Regions from separate parts of the Sus scrofa genome. Here all the other regions are linked to region 1. Evidence: chromatin contacts called from public Hi-C and HiChIP or PLAC-seq data. All regions are on one chromosome and are shown on one strand. Each heading gives the region's core, a stretch centred on a gene start, on an enhancer-like site or on the middle of the called end of the contact. The rest is flanking DNA. Distances are from core to core; before and after follow the strand shown.

Evidence for each region. Hi-C and Micro-C count contacts between places; a contact is called where the count stands out from the background. HiChIP or PLAC-seq counts read pairs in DNA pulled down with a chosen protein or histone mark.
Region 2: an H3K27ac HiChIP or PLAC-seq map of alveolar macrophages shows a contact between it and region 1. The contact joins the promoter of NFX1 here to the promoter of B4GALT1 in region 1. A contact is called at or near these places in 4 of 47 Hi-C or Micro-C datasets (heart right ventricle, liver and retroperitoneal adipose tissue) and 1 of 2 datasets of contacts at active chromatin or transcription factors (alveolar macrophages).
Region 3: a contact with region 1 is called in a Hi-C map of skeletal muscle, with 2.2 times the contacts expected there. The contact joins the promoter of BAG1 here to the promoter of B4GALT1 in region 1. A contact is called at or near these places in 5 of 47 Hi-C or Micro-C datasets (fetal heart ventricle, heart right ventricle, liver and 1 more) and 2 of 2 datasets of contacts at active chromatin or transcription factors (alveolar macrophages and skeletal muscle).
Region 4: an H3K27ac HiChIP or PLAC-seq map of skeletal muscle shows a contact between it and region 1. The contact joins the promoter of SMU1 here to the promoter of B4GALT1 in region 1. A contact is called at or near these places in 2 of 5 promoter capture datasets (fetal skeletal muscle and liver), 18 of 47 Hi-C or Micro-C datasets (alveolar macrophages, blood, embryonic fibroblasts and 10 more) and 2 of 2 datasets of contacts at active chromatin or transcription factors (alveolar macrophages and skeletal muscle).

Annotation. Positions count from the first base shown.
Region 1 is chr10:33,315,775-33,318,666 of Sscrofa11.1, forward strand. B4GALT1 (beta-1,4-galactosyltransferase 1) reads left to right here and starts at 1,521. Exons shown (of 6, transcript XM_003130680.4): 1 at 1,521-2,139. The coding sequence starts at 1,719.
Region 2 is chr10:33,199,287-33,202,178 of Sscrofa11.1, forward strand. NFX1 (transcriptional repressor NF-X1) reads right to left here and starts at 1,533. Exons shown (of 25, transcript XM_021064702.1): 1 at 1,341-1,533. The coding sequence starts at 1,461.
Region 3 is chr10:33,226,201-33,229,092 of Sscrofa11.1, forward strand. It overlaps BAG1 (BCL2 associated athanogene 1), which reads left to right and starts at 1,428. Exons shown (of 7, transcript NM_001244791.1): 1 at 1,428-1,826. The coding sequence starts at 1,658. CHMP5 (charged multivesicular body protein 5) reads right to left here and starts at 1,037. Exons shown (of 8, transcript NM_001244744.1): 1 at 940-1,037; 2 at 32-136. The coding sequence starts at 1,008.
Region 4 is chr10:33,398,030-33,400,921 of Sscrofa11.1, forward strand. It overlaps SMU1 (DNA replication regulator and spliceosomal factor), which reads left to right and starts at 1,354. Exons shown (of 12, transcript NM_001243898.1): 1 at 1,354-1,416. The coding sequence starts at 1,391.

The DNA.
Region 1 (2,892 bases), core at 271-2,770:
GCAAAAAGACAAAAAAAAAAAAAAAAAATTGCCTTCATCAGCATACAGCTATTATAAGTCACGCCTGGGGAGTACGTAGACTGAAAAAAGCATCATGGACCATGGCCTGGGGCCTTCGAAAAGTGGGGAAGAGAAGCCCACAAAAGAGGCAAAGGAGTGGCCAGTGAAGATCAGGAAAGCTGGGTGTCCAGGAAGCCAAGGGAAGAAAGATGATTCTGTGTGATCACAACCCTGTGATACCCAAGCCTCAGTTTTCTCCTCTGTGAAATGGCAACAGTTAACAAATGCCTAATTCACAGTGTTGCAACTAGACTTCCTGGCATATAGGAAACTCAGTCTATGGAAGCATTGTTATTATTTCCTCCTCTTCAGAGTTGGCTGCCTCAGCCCTCAGCTTCCCCATTCATGTAAATGACAGCACCTCCACCAGTCCTTCTCAGGAATGAGGTGTCTCTGCTCTTTCAGGCAATCAGTGGGCAGGACCAGTGGCCTCTGGGTCAAATTAGAACTAAGCAACTTCAGCGCCTAAAACTCACCTGCACAGTTTCCAGCCCTTACTTGCATATTAACAAGTGGTAAGCAAAGGTTTTAGAGCCAGAATTCTGCTTCTGCCTCTCACCAGCTGTGGGATCTTAGGCAAGCTTCTTAATTTTCCTGAGCTTCAAACATTCTCTGTAAAATGGGGACAAGTCCCACTCCATGGGATTGTGTCCAGGCCCGTGTAGACTGTAAATAAAGCTGGCTGCTCTCCTCCAGCATGGCGGTGTGGGAGTTACTGAGGCGCTTTGCCACTCTCCCACTCAAAGCATGGTGTGGGATGCGCTAGAAGAGGCACCCACACACCCCTAAACCGAGCTGGGCGGGTCTTTGAGATCCCCTAACCCTGGCTTTAGGAGAGTGAGCGTTTTCTTTTCCGTGCCTCTTTGCTGGGCCCTCACCTAGATAGAGGAGCCTCGCTCGGCCAAGGGAGGGTGTTCCGAATGTTTCAGAGAATCCCTCTTCGGTTGTCCTACCTCCGGCCGGCCGTCGAAGCCGTTTCCTGGGCAACCTTTTTCTGCTTCTCTTCCGGACCCCGCAGGCCTACAGAGGCCCACCGTCCGGAAAGGCCCACCGCTAGGACTCCCAACCCCTCGAGATCACAACCAGCCTGCTCTTTTCTCCGCCCTCTTCTCTGCTGCCGCGCAGCAGGCCCAGGCGCATACCCTAGCCCTTCGGCACTGCAGGAAGTGGCGGCACCTCTCGGGGACAGCTCGGAGGAAGAGGAAGAGGAGGAAGCTCGGTTTAGTAGGGCCAAAGGCCCACTGAGCAGGCTGGGGAGGAGGGCAGGTGGGAGCCTGAAGCCCCAGCCCCATGCCTGCGGATTGCAAAGTATTCCCGAAAGTGCTCCGACACCAGCAGCTCCAGAGGCCCCGCCCCCGAAGGCCCCGCCCTCCAGCCCCCGTTCCGAAAACCCTGCTCCTACCAGCTGCCCCGCTCCCGCCCCGCTGGAGGCCCCGGCCCCGCCCCTGTCCGCGCCCGCGCCCCAGGCGCACTTCTGCTTGCTCGGCTGTGGAGCCGGCCAGTCTCCGAGTTCCGCGGCTTGTCCGCCGGCGCCGCTCCCTCGCCTTCCCACTGGTCCCTCCCCCAATTACAGTGGTCGGGCAGTGCCTGGCTGGCGGCCCGCGGGCGGGCCGCCCTCCCCACCGTAGCCCACCCCCTCTTAAAGCGGCGGCGGGAAGATGAGGTTTCGGGAGCCGCTCCTGGGCGGCAGCGCCGCGACGATGCCGGGCGCGTCCTTGCAACGGGCCTGCCGCCTGCTCGTGGCTGTCTGCGCGCTGCATCTTGGCGTCACCCTCATCTACTACCTGACTGGCCGCGACCTAAGCCGCCTGCCTCAGCTGGTCGGGGTCCCCACACCGCTGCAGGGCGGCTCTAACAGCGCCGCCGCCATCGGGCAGCCCTCCGGGGAGCTCCGGCCCCGAGGGGCCGCACCGCAGCCGCCTTTGCGCGCCTCCTCCAAGCCGAGCTCGGGTGGCGACTCCAGCCCAGACGCAGACTCTCGCCCGGGCCCGGGACCCGCCAGCAACTTGACTTCGGCCCCAGTGCCCTCCACCGCAGCACGGTTGCCGCCCGCATGCCCTGAGGAGTCCCCGCTGCTCGGTAAGGATTCGGGGACTTCCCCGAATTTCCCAGACAGGATCCCCCGGACGTTCTCCCCTGACCTTTTCTATGACAGCCGGTCTCTTTATTGTGGATCAGAGTCCCTAATCCCAAACAGAGGTTCCCGGCTGGATGGGGGTGGGAGGTTGGGAGGTGAATCCCTTCGGACTGGTGTTAGAGGCTGGGGCGGGGACGGTTTAGGAAAGCCTAGGCCCTTCTTGGCCCCAGAACCGGAGAAGGCCTTGGAGACTTCCTTGCTCTGGCCCAAACCTCAAGAAGTTTTGAGAGTTTGAGTCGACTTGGAGCAGCCTTCGCCCTGCTAGCTGTGGTAGGCACTACAGTGCAGCGCAGAGAAACGAGCTCTAGCGATGGTGAGGCCTCCAGTAGGGAAGGGAGCCGACCTCCCAGATCACGTCTCCTGTCTTCCCAGAGAACTGCTATCTCCTGAGTGTGTGCTAACTTTTTTTCCTGAGCTTTTGGGCAAATGACTTGCCCGGAAAGCTCTGGTTTCTCATTTGCTAAAAGGGAACAATAAGTGGTACCTGTTTCAGGGGAGTATTTTGGAAGATTAGATGACATAGTATAAACAAGAGTTTTCATTGAGTAAATTGTCACTGTTGTGTTCTGTTCCTCCCCTGTGTGAATCCCTCCTCAGGGAAGATCAGCCCTATGGCCCTCCTACCCTGCTTCTTGCCCTTATTTGTTCCCCAAACCTAAGGCCCTCCCAAGGGGCTGAGGGTGTTTGTATGATGT
Region 2 (2,892 bases), core at 283-2,782, 120 kb before region 1:
CTTTGGACTAGTGGACTTTGCCTCAGTAGATGGGGGCAGAGGTTGTAACCTAGAACACAACACCAAATATCAAAACTATGACTCACTACTAGCCCCACTCAATTCTGCTTCAAACACTGAAGGATGTAGAAATGGGCCAGAAGTGAGTCTAAGGTTAGGAAGACTAATGAATCCAATTTAGAGGATCTAGGAAAAAAATGGGTGGGAGAATAACAAAACACCAGCCTAAAAAGGAACCCCCTCCAAGATGACTTAATACCTGTATCAGGACAGGGGTACATAGATGCAGTGTGTTATCCAACTTTTTTGACCAAGACCCATAGTAATAAATACATTTTACCTGCCACCAAGTACACAAATACATATATACTCTTTTTGGTGCCCCAACAGCTGGTAGGTAGCAGAACTAAGTCTTAAATTAATGACTGTTCACAAACCTCGTGTTGCAAATTGCTGCCCCCTTTCTCAGAAACAGTGGGTCAGGAAATCAAATCACATAGTGGATTGTGACAAGTATTTTTTTCAAACGAAATATGTATTAGAGTGCATTAGAGATAGTAAGGAAAACTATTGCTTCCTGAAACTTTCGGTTCGCTTTCATATTTAGTTCTGTGTGCACTGAGGTCAAGATGGAAAACGCTCCTTTTCGGTCACTGTCCAAAGAGTTTGGAAAACAAAGATCTAACGTACCTTGAAGGAAGTGGAAATGGGTGTTACATTAACAGCCGTTATATTAATAACAAATTCGGCTGCCTGCACACACAGAGACAATTCCAGTAGAGGAAGTAACAGGTTACAGTATCGGCGGGAACCTTCGCAACAGTTGATTTATTTACTCCTAACTCAAAGATGAGGAAAACACCCAGTCACACTGTGAGCTGCGGCAGGGTGAGAATGGAAACCACAGGTCTTTCGCTCGCGCTCGCAGTGCTGCCCCAGGACACACGAGTACTCCTGAAGTACAGCGCGCAAACCTGCCTCGCGTCAAGAGCCCGCCACCGTCAAGGGCGGTGACCCGACTGACGCCCGCCTGTCGGATATCCGTGCGGCCGCTGCCCCAGGAAGGCCGAGATGAGCCCTGAAGAGAGCGGGATACCCACATCAACGCCCTGGGACAACCCCGCTCTCTGAGGAAAACCAGCTGCCGAGCTTCTCCACACGGTGGAAGATGGTTAAGAGATCTGTATGCAAGACGCGCGTGGCTTGGCCCTTCCGAGCCACTATCCCAACCCTAGGACGCGCCACTCTCGCGATACGAATGGCCAGTGCCTTAGGACTCGTCACTGACCCAATTTCCGCTACTCGCGAAGGGCCCAGTCCCGTGAGGGCCAGGACAGTACCTGAGACAGGAGGCGCCTCCGCCATCCCGTGCCGCAACACCTGAGGCGAGCCCTGCAGCCCAGCAAGCGCTGTCACCCGGTCACGTGCCCTGGACTTCCGGCGCCGGGAGAATATTCGCATCCGCGCGCCCGGTGGACGGCCACAGAGCTTGCGCGGCCTGTGGAGACTGTGTGGTGCGTCATGACGTCAGATAGACGCACCAGGCGTAAGGCTGAAGGAAGAAACTAGTGGCTGTGGGTGACTAGGTCCCGGGAGGGTAGGCGTGCTGGGGCTTGCGTAATCTATCGTTTTCCTTTTGAGATTCGCTGTGCTCTCCTGCTACCGTGCGCTTTTATTCCGCCACCCAACCGGCTTCACCTGGTTTTCCGGAGTCAGCTCAGACATCACCGCCTTACTAGAGTAATTCTGACTTAGGGTTAAAATAAAAACAAGTAGTGGAAAGGCAGCCTGGAATCTAACTTGCTCTGAAAGTTGTGTAACAAATTGAGGGAAAAATTAATTCTACAGGAATTATTATGAAAGTGGGATAACTAGTTTTTGTTCTTTAAGTGTTGTAAATTTAAATTCCATGAACTCAGGATAGAAGGTCGCTAGACTAATAAAATATTGGTTAAATGATAAAATTTTAAAAAGCAGCCTGGGAAAAAATAATCTGCAAAAAGACGATAAAAAGATGATACACATATCGGCTCTTACAAATCAGTTTAGAAAACGAAAGGTCGTTTATTAGATATGACAAAGGGCTTGAGCGGGCACGGTGACAAATATAGATTGACACTGAACGTTAGGGGAAAGGTTTGGAGACACTGATAATTTTTAAAGTACAAACTGTTAGGTGAATGTGTGGAGTTCTTTTGTTTGTGTGTTTTGCTGTTGCATTACCAAGAAGAACACAAGATTTAAGTGTGAAGCATCTGCATTTGTAAAGTAATTCAGTGGTGCAGGTTTCCCCAAAAACACAAGTCTTCATTAACTTCCGTTATAATGCATATTTTGTCTTTTTAAGTGCTGGAGGAGGTTAATGGTGAAAAAGAAATATGCTTCCTGCCCTCATGAAGTGAACTGTCTAGGGGGGAAAAGTTAAAACTGAGTAATTTATATTTACAAATGAATAATTTGCATTGTGAAAGAAATAAACAGTGATATAGACTTTATAGGATCTGCTCCAGAAAATGTGGCCAGCTTTCTTTGAATTGGACAGATGAGATGGGTAAGCTACGTGAAGAGTTAGAGATAATAGTATGTGCAAATGTTAAGGAAGAAGGAAATAGCTTAAGTTCAAGTTATGGAAATATTTGCTGGTGAACAGTGAGTCAGGAGCTTGGCACAGTATGAAATTGGAGAAGTAGGTAAAGAAGATCACGTGCATCACCTGCAGGATGTGATAATAGATCTTATTCCAAGAGCATTAAGAAGTTAGTAAAAGGGAGTTCCCGTCGTGGCGCAGTGGTTAACGAATCCGACTAGGAACCATGAGGTTGTGGGTTCGGTCCCTGCCCTTGCTCAGTGGGTTAACGATCCGGCGTTGCCGTTAGCTGTGGTGTAGGTTGC
Region 3 (2,892 bases), core at 178-2,677, 90 kb before region 1:
CAGCACCTTCTGCAGGTGCTGCCTACCTTACCTTTGCAGGACCCTCTCTCATCTTTTTGATCTGATCCTTATACTTCACTAGCTCAGCATCCAGGCGAGAAATCTTCTTGTCAATGGATTCTGCCCTGCTGTCCACCTTGAGGGAAAAAAAAATATCAAAGGCAGTGGTAGTTATGGCAATACATTTACATGAAAAGTGGCAGGAGAGGAGTGAATAAAGAGGAATTAAAAAAAGGAAAAATAAGAGCATAAAGTGAAAGGTGAAAACAGATATTTCTAATGGTGGGGAGGAAGATACCCGGTCAGAAACACTGGTGGGGCTTTTATAAACTATACCCCAGATTGTAATATTCCAGAGTTGCCCTCAAGTGTATTTGAGCAGAAAAATAATTTGAGAACCCCTCGTCTGAGTTGAGATTTCTCTAGAATCAGAGACTAGTCCAGCTGGGGGCTCAATCAGGAAATAGGCCAGTGCCCAGTGGATCCAGGCTATGGCTGTAGATCTATTTGCTTCAATAGAAAGTGGTGGCTTAACATAAGAGGCCAGGGTTCTGAATTTTGTGTTACTGAGATTCAGAATGTTGAGGTAGGATATCAAACCGAGGATGGGGACGTGAGAGAGGGATGAGCGATGGTAGAGGAATTAGGGGTCGACTGGACGAGGTGGGAAGAGTGTGTGAACCAGTGAGGGGATAAAGAGTGAGTGGACGCGGGCTTCAGAAGGGGTGGGGCACGAGTAGGGCGAGACAGCGATGGCTTAGGGGGTCCCTGATTTGTGGCGTCACGAATGACCTGGGTAACAAGAACCAAAGTGGGGTGGCGAGAGCTGAGGTGTAATGAGCCCGGGCCCCGGAATGGAGTGGAGGAGTAGAAGCCTTGGGTGGGCGGGGTCGAAGTGTCAGAGTCCCTGAGCCTAGTTATGTGTGGTAAAGTGCCCACCGTGCCAATGCAGTCGGTCAAGCTGGGCGGCGGAGCCTTGGGTTTCGCTTTCCCGAAGAATCGGTTCATCTTGAACAGCCGCAAAGAGAACCTAAACACTGGAGCAAAACCAGAAACGGAAGCAGAGTCACCTCCGCCTCCGACTTGACTTCCGGACCCTGGCGCAAGCGCAATGTGCCTATTGGCGTTTCCCGATCCTTTTTCCGGATCTTCAACTGGGCCTTCCGGGGAAGGAGAGCGGCTGGAGGTAAGAGGTGAGGGACGCACATTCAGCAGGGGGCGTGGCTTCAATGGCGGTCGTGGGCGTGGCCCCAGAGGAGCCAGGCGGAGCCTCGCTGAGTGGGTGGGGCCTGGGGGCGGCTTCCTCGGAACAGAGCCCGCAGAAGCCAGCTGGGCTGCTCTGAGGGGCGGGGCCGGCGGGCCCGGGCGAGGCGGGGAAGGGGACCCGCGGGGTGGCAGGACGCCAAGCTAGGTTCCCACCGCTGGGAGGACAACAAACGCGGGTCTGGCGGAGAGCGGCGGCGCTCGGAGACCGCGAGGCGACCGGGAGCGGCTGGGCCCCCGGCGGCGCGCCCCTCGGCCGGGCCGGGAGCCGCGTCAGTCGGTGCCCCCAGCCGAACGCGGTTCGCCTCCCTCCGAGCGATCAGCTGTCCGGAGTGTGACCAGAGGGCATGCGGGATCCACCAGAGGTGCCGCCGCCTGCTCTCGCAGGCCGCGGATGAAGAAGAAAGCGCGGCCTCGCTCGGCCGGGAGCGAAGAGGTGACCCGGAACGAAGAGGTGTCCCGGAGCGAAGAGGTGGTCCGAAGCGAAGAGGCGGCCCTGAGTGAAGAGGTGGCCCGGAGCGAGGAAATGGCGGCAGCAGGGCTCAGCGTGACCGTCACCCACAGTGAGCGCGGGCTGCGGTGGGCTTGATCCCGGGCTACGAGAGTCCGTCGGGGTCTGTGGGTTAGGCTATGTGCCCTCTCGAAGTGTGTGTCCTTGTGTTTGGTGTCGGGACGCATGGGATCTTGTCTGGCCATGGGGCCGGCTTTTGTACGGGTCTTGTTTCGGCACACCTTTCCATGTGGCTGGTGTATTTTATCTCAGAGCGTTTTTAAGATCCACGATGTCAGTGCTTCACGTCGTGGGTTGTGGTCCTTATGTGTGTTACAAGTGTGGGCCTGCGTAGTTGTTGGTCTTTATGCCAGGCTTGAATTTGGCCATGTTGCTTCTGATTGCTATGTGTAACTCCTATCTACTGTTTGAGTTCGTTGGGTTCAGGCATACACTCTGGGCACCCTTTGGGTCTGCTTACTGTTGGAGTTGACACAGAGCTAGACAAGATAGTTCTCTAGAGAGCTGAGTTCATGGGGTTTCTTCAGGACCAACTGGTAGAGACCTCAAGGCTTCAGAATCTGTAGACCAGGATTCTAAATTCTGCAGGTTTGAGTGACCTTGGAATAGCTCCTTTCTAGGCAGCTCTTTCTTCTATGTGAAGTAGAATTAGTAACACCTGTCCTGCTGACTTCATGCGGCTGTCGAGCAGACTTAAGTGTTGGCATAATGAGCTGGACACAGGCTACCTCCTTACTGTCCACATACCCAGAAAGGAATCTTCCAAAAAGAAGTTTTCTGCTGTTTCAGTTTATTCACTCATTTGTCTGTTTATTGGGCACCAGCCATGTATGTGACCAGGTGCCCAGTGGGAGAAAGCTGAAGAAGAAACATTACAGCAAAGGAGACATAGTTCCTGACTAGTACAACACAGAGTAGAGGACAGAAAGGCCACAGGAGAGAGATGGCTTGTGAAGAAAAGCACAGATCTGGAATTAGACAGATCTGAGGTCAAGTACTGACTCTAGAGTTTGGTCTCATTAGACAGGTCTTAACTGGACTGAACTCAGTTTGCTTATCTAGCTGTGAAATGGGGAATAATAGGACCTATTTCATGGGGTTGTTCTGATGATTAAGAT
Region 4 (2,892 bases), core at 104-2,603, 82 kb after region 1:
GTTGATATTTAGCAATTGTCACAGTTTATCAAATTGCTAATAAGGGATCAGCAAGGTAATAAAGCTTATGCTTTGGGTATGGGAATGATATGGAAATTGATGGGTTATATAGTTGGGATACAGAAGATTTACATAAGCAACTAGTTTAGTGGGGGAAGAAACTTCCTAACTAGGTAAAGAGTGCAGTTTGATTATATAAAGTAACAAATGTCATAGTCAAATCTGCTGTTACAGAGGAAACATGGATGAGGATAGTTTGTGATGCTGAGCATTGGCTGTCAATCAGAGATTAAAAGTCAGGAGTTCCCTGGTGGCTCAGTGGGTTAAGGATCTGGTGTTGTCACTGCTGTTACAGATCCCCCTGGGGTTCAGTTCCTGGCCCTGAGAATTTCACATGCTGTGGGAATGGCTTAAAAATACAAATTTTACAACACAGATTTCTTACCATTGTGCTGCAAATATTTTTTTAAAAATTACAAAGGATGGCAAAAAAATATTTAAAAAAATAACCTACATGAAATTCATTAATATCTCTACTTTTCACTTGTCTCTGCTAATTTAATTACGTATGGCTTAAAGTCTATTAAAAGAAGTCGCAAATCTCCTTTTACATATTTGTATTTGCCTTCGTCGTTTTTCTTGTAATTGCATCACTGTTGTGAAACCATTTTCAAGTAAATACTTAGTTGGAAATGCTACAAGTAATCTAGCTCTTTCGAAGAAGTGAATATGCAAATCCCTAAGGCCCAAACTTAATCAGATTAATTTAAATGTGTTTTGGCTTTAAAATCTTTCATTTATTCACTTAAACTTAATGAACTCTTCTACAAATGTTGCTAACTGGGCCACTGGTTTCCAATGTCTTAATCTCCCAGAGATGTATTGTAAATCCAACTCTTTTTTTATTGGCTACATTCATGGCGTATGGAAGTTCCAGAACCAGGGACTGATTCCGAGCCGCAGCTGTAACCTATGCTCTGCGCTAGTTTTGAACCCATGCCTCCTCAGCAACCTGAACTGCAGCAGTCAGGTTCTCAACCCACTGCGCCACAGCGGGAACTCCCAATCCAACTATACCTTTAAATCTAGTCAACTAATTAAAAAGTAAACCAAAAAAGAAAAATTTTAAAACCAGTCCTTTAAGGATAACTTCCCCTCCAAGAAAAAGAAAGGATTCTATAGGAGCCGGTGCCTATGTTCCAACTCTCGACAGAAGAGTTGAAGCTCCGCCCCTCACGTACTCCACGCCCCTCTTCCGTACAGACCGCGCCCAGAGCCTGCGTCTGACGTCGAGCGGAAGTGACGTATAGGGGCCGCCGGAGGTGTCGTTGGTGCGTTGCGCGGCTGGGCCTTAGAGTGGAGTGAGGCCTGCGCTCAGGAAGCTAGAGCCATGTCGATCGAAATCGAGTCCTCGGAGTGAGTCCTGCAGTGGGAATGTTACCGAAGTGGCCGGGGCCGGGAGGCAGAGGGTTGCGGGGGTGGGAGTGGGAGGTGGTGGAAGCTGCTCGGGGGAGGCGTCCGAGAGGCTGGGGAGCGGAGGGGCATTTCCTTTCCTATAAAGAAGCTTTTGGGATCTGGCTACCTTGGAGGTGGACCTACAGAGAGGTAGCAGATGAGAAGCCCAAAGCCCTGTGGAAGGTGGCGCGGGGCTGGGGGAAGGAGACTCCTGGAAAACCTGAATTCTAGCCCTCGCCAACTTCTGCTGTACCTTGTAACTGAGCAAATTAGCCATCCTATTTGGATTCCGGTCTATCAGCACAAGGGGGCTGGGCTCGACGCCATCCATCTCTTCCCGTCCCCATCGAACACCGTGGTGGTTTCCTCCCTGTGCGTGCACCGTCCTTTGCTTTCTTCTGCACAGCTTTTGGTATCGTCACCGTTTTTCTGCCCATCCTACTAACCTGTATAGCTCCTAGGGACTCGTTTGCATTATAGTCCCAATTCCCAGCCCATCGTAAAGGCTCAATAATTGCTTTTAGAATGAATGAACGACTATTTTATCAGGTTCTGTCTGGCGCTGAATTTTATTTAGCGTGTGAGCTCTGTAGTCACAAAGGAGGGACAGAATTTGGAGATTGGGCAAGGAGAATGATAAATTTGGGAGAGAGGGGGACTAACGAATGATTGAAGAAAGTCTTCAGTAAACTTCTCCAGGACTCCATCCTCCACCTTGTTCTTGCCAACGCTTAGTAGTTAAGTCAGCAGACAACATTTGTGTCCTGAGTGTAAAGGAGAGGACTTGTCCTGAAGATCTGCCATAGGAGGAAGGGAGGTTTATTCATTTAGCAAATACTGAGATCTACTGTGTATATTTGTTCTAGCCCCTGGGACTGTAGTAGTGAACGAAACAGACAATAACCCTTGCTCTTAGGGAAAGTACATTGTGATGGGGAAGGCAGACAGCAGACAAAATCAGTAAGTAAGATAGCTTAGCAGATGGCTGTAAGTGTTGTGGAGAAAAATAAAGCAAAGATGGACAGTGAAGACAGTTATGGCAGGAGTTGGAAAGGAATCCACCCTTTGGGGCCTGAATAAAATCGGGCACTGACCATCCTCCCAGCCTTGGCTGCAGCATGTTTTTGTGATCAGTAATTGCTGCTATTTACTAAGTATTCTCTATGCTAGTTACACTATGTGTTGTAGTCAATCCCTTTGATCAATCCTACAGGGTAGGTATTTTTCTTAACAGATGAGGAAACAGGCAAAGAGATGTTAATTGACTTGTCTGCAAGTCACAGTTAGTGAAAGAACTCTGATTGAAATCCCAGCCTATCTCCAAAGCTTTTAGCTCTTTGTGTATTACATTGTGTTTGAAGGAAGTGAATTTGATTTTGGTTATATCAAATTTGAGTTCTTTGCAAGGATGGAGTCTCATATTAGGAGTGTAAGTGG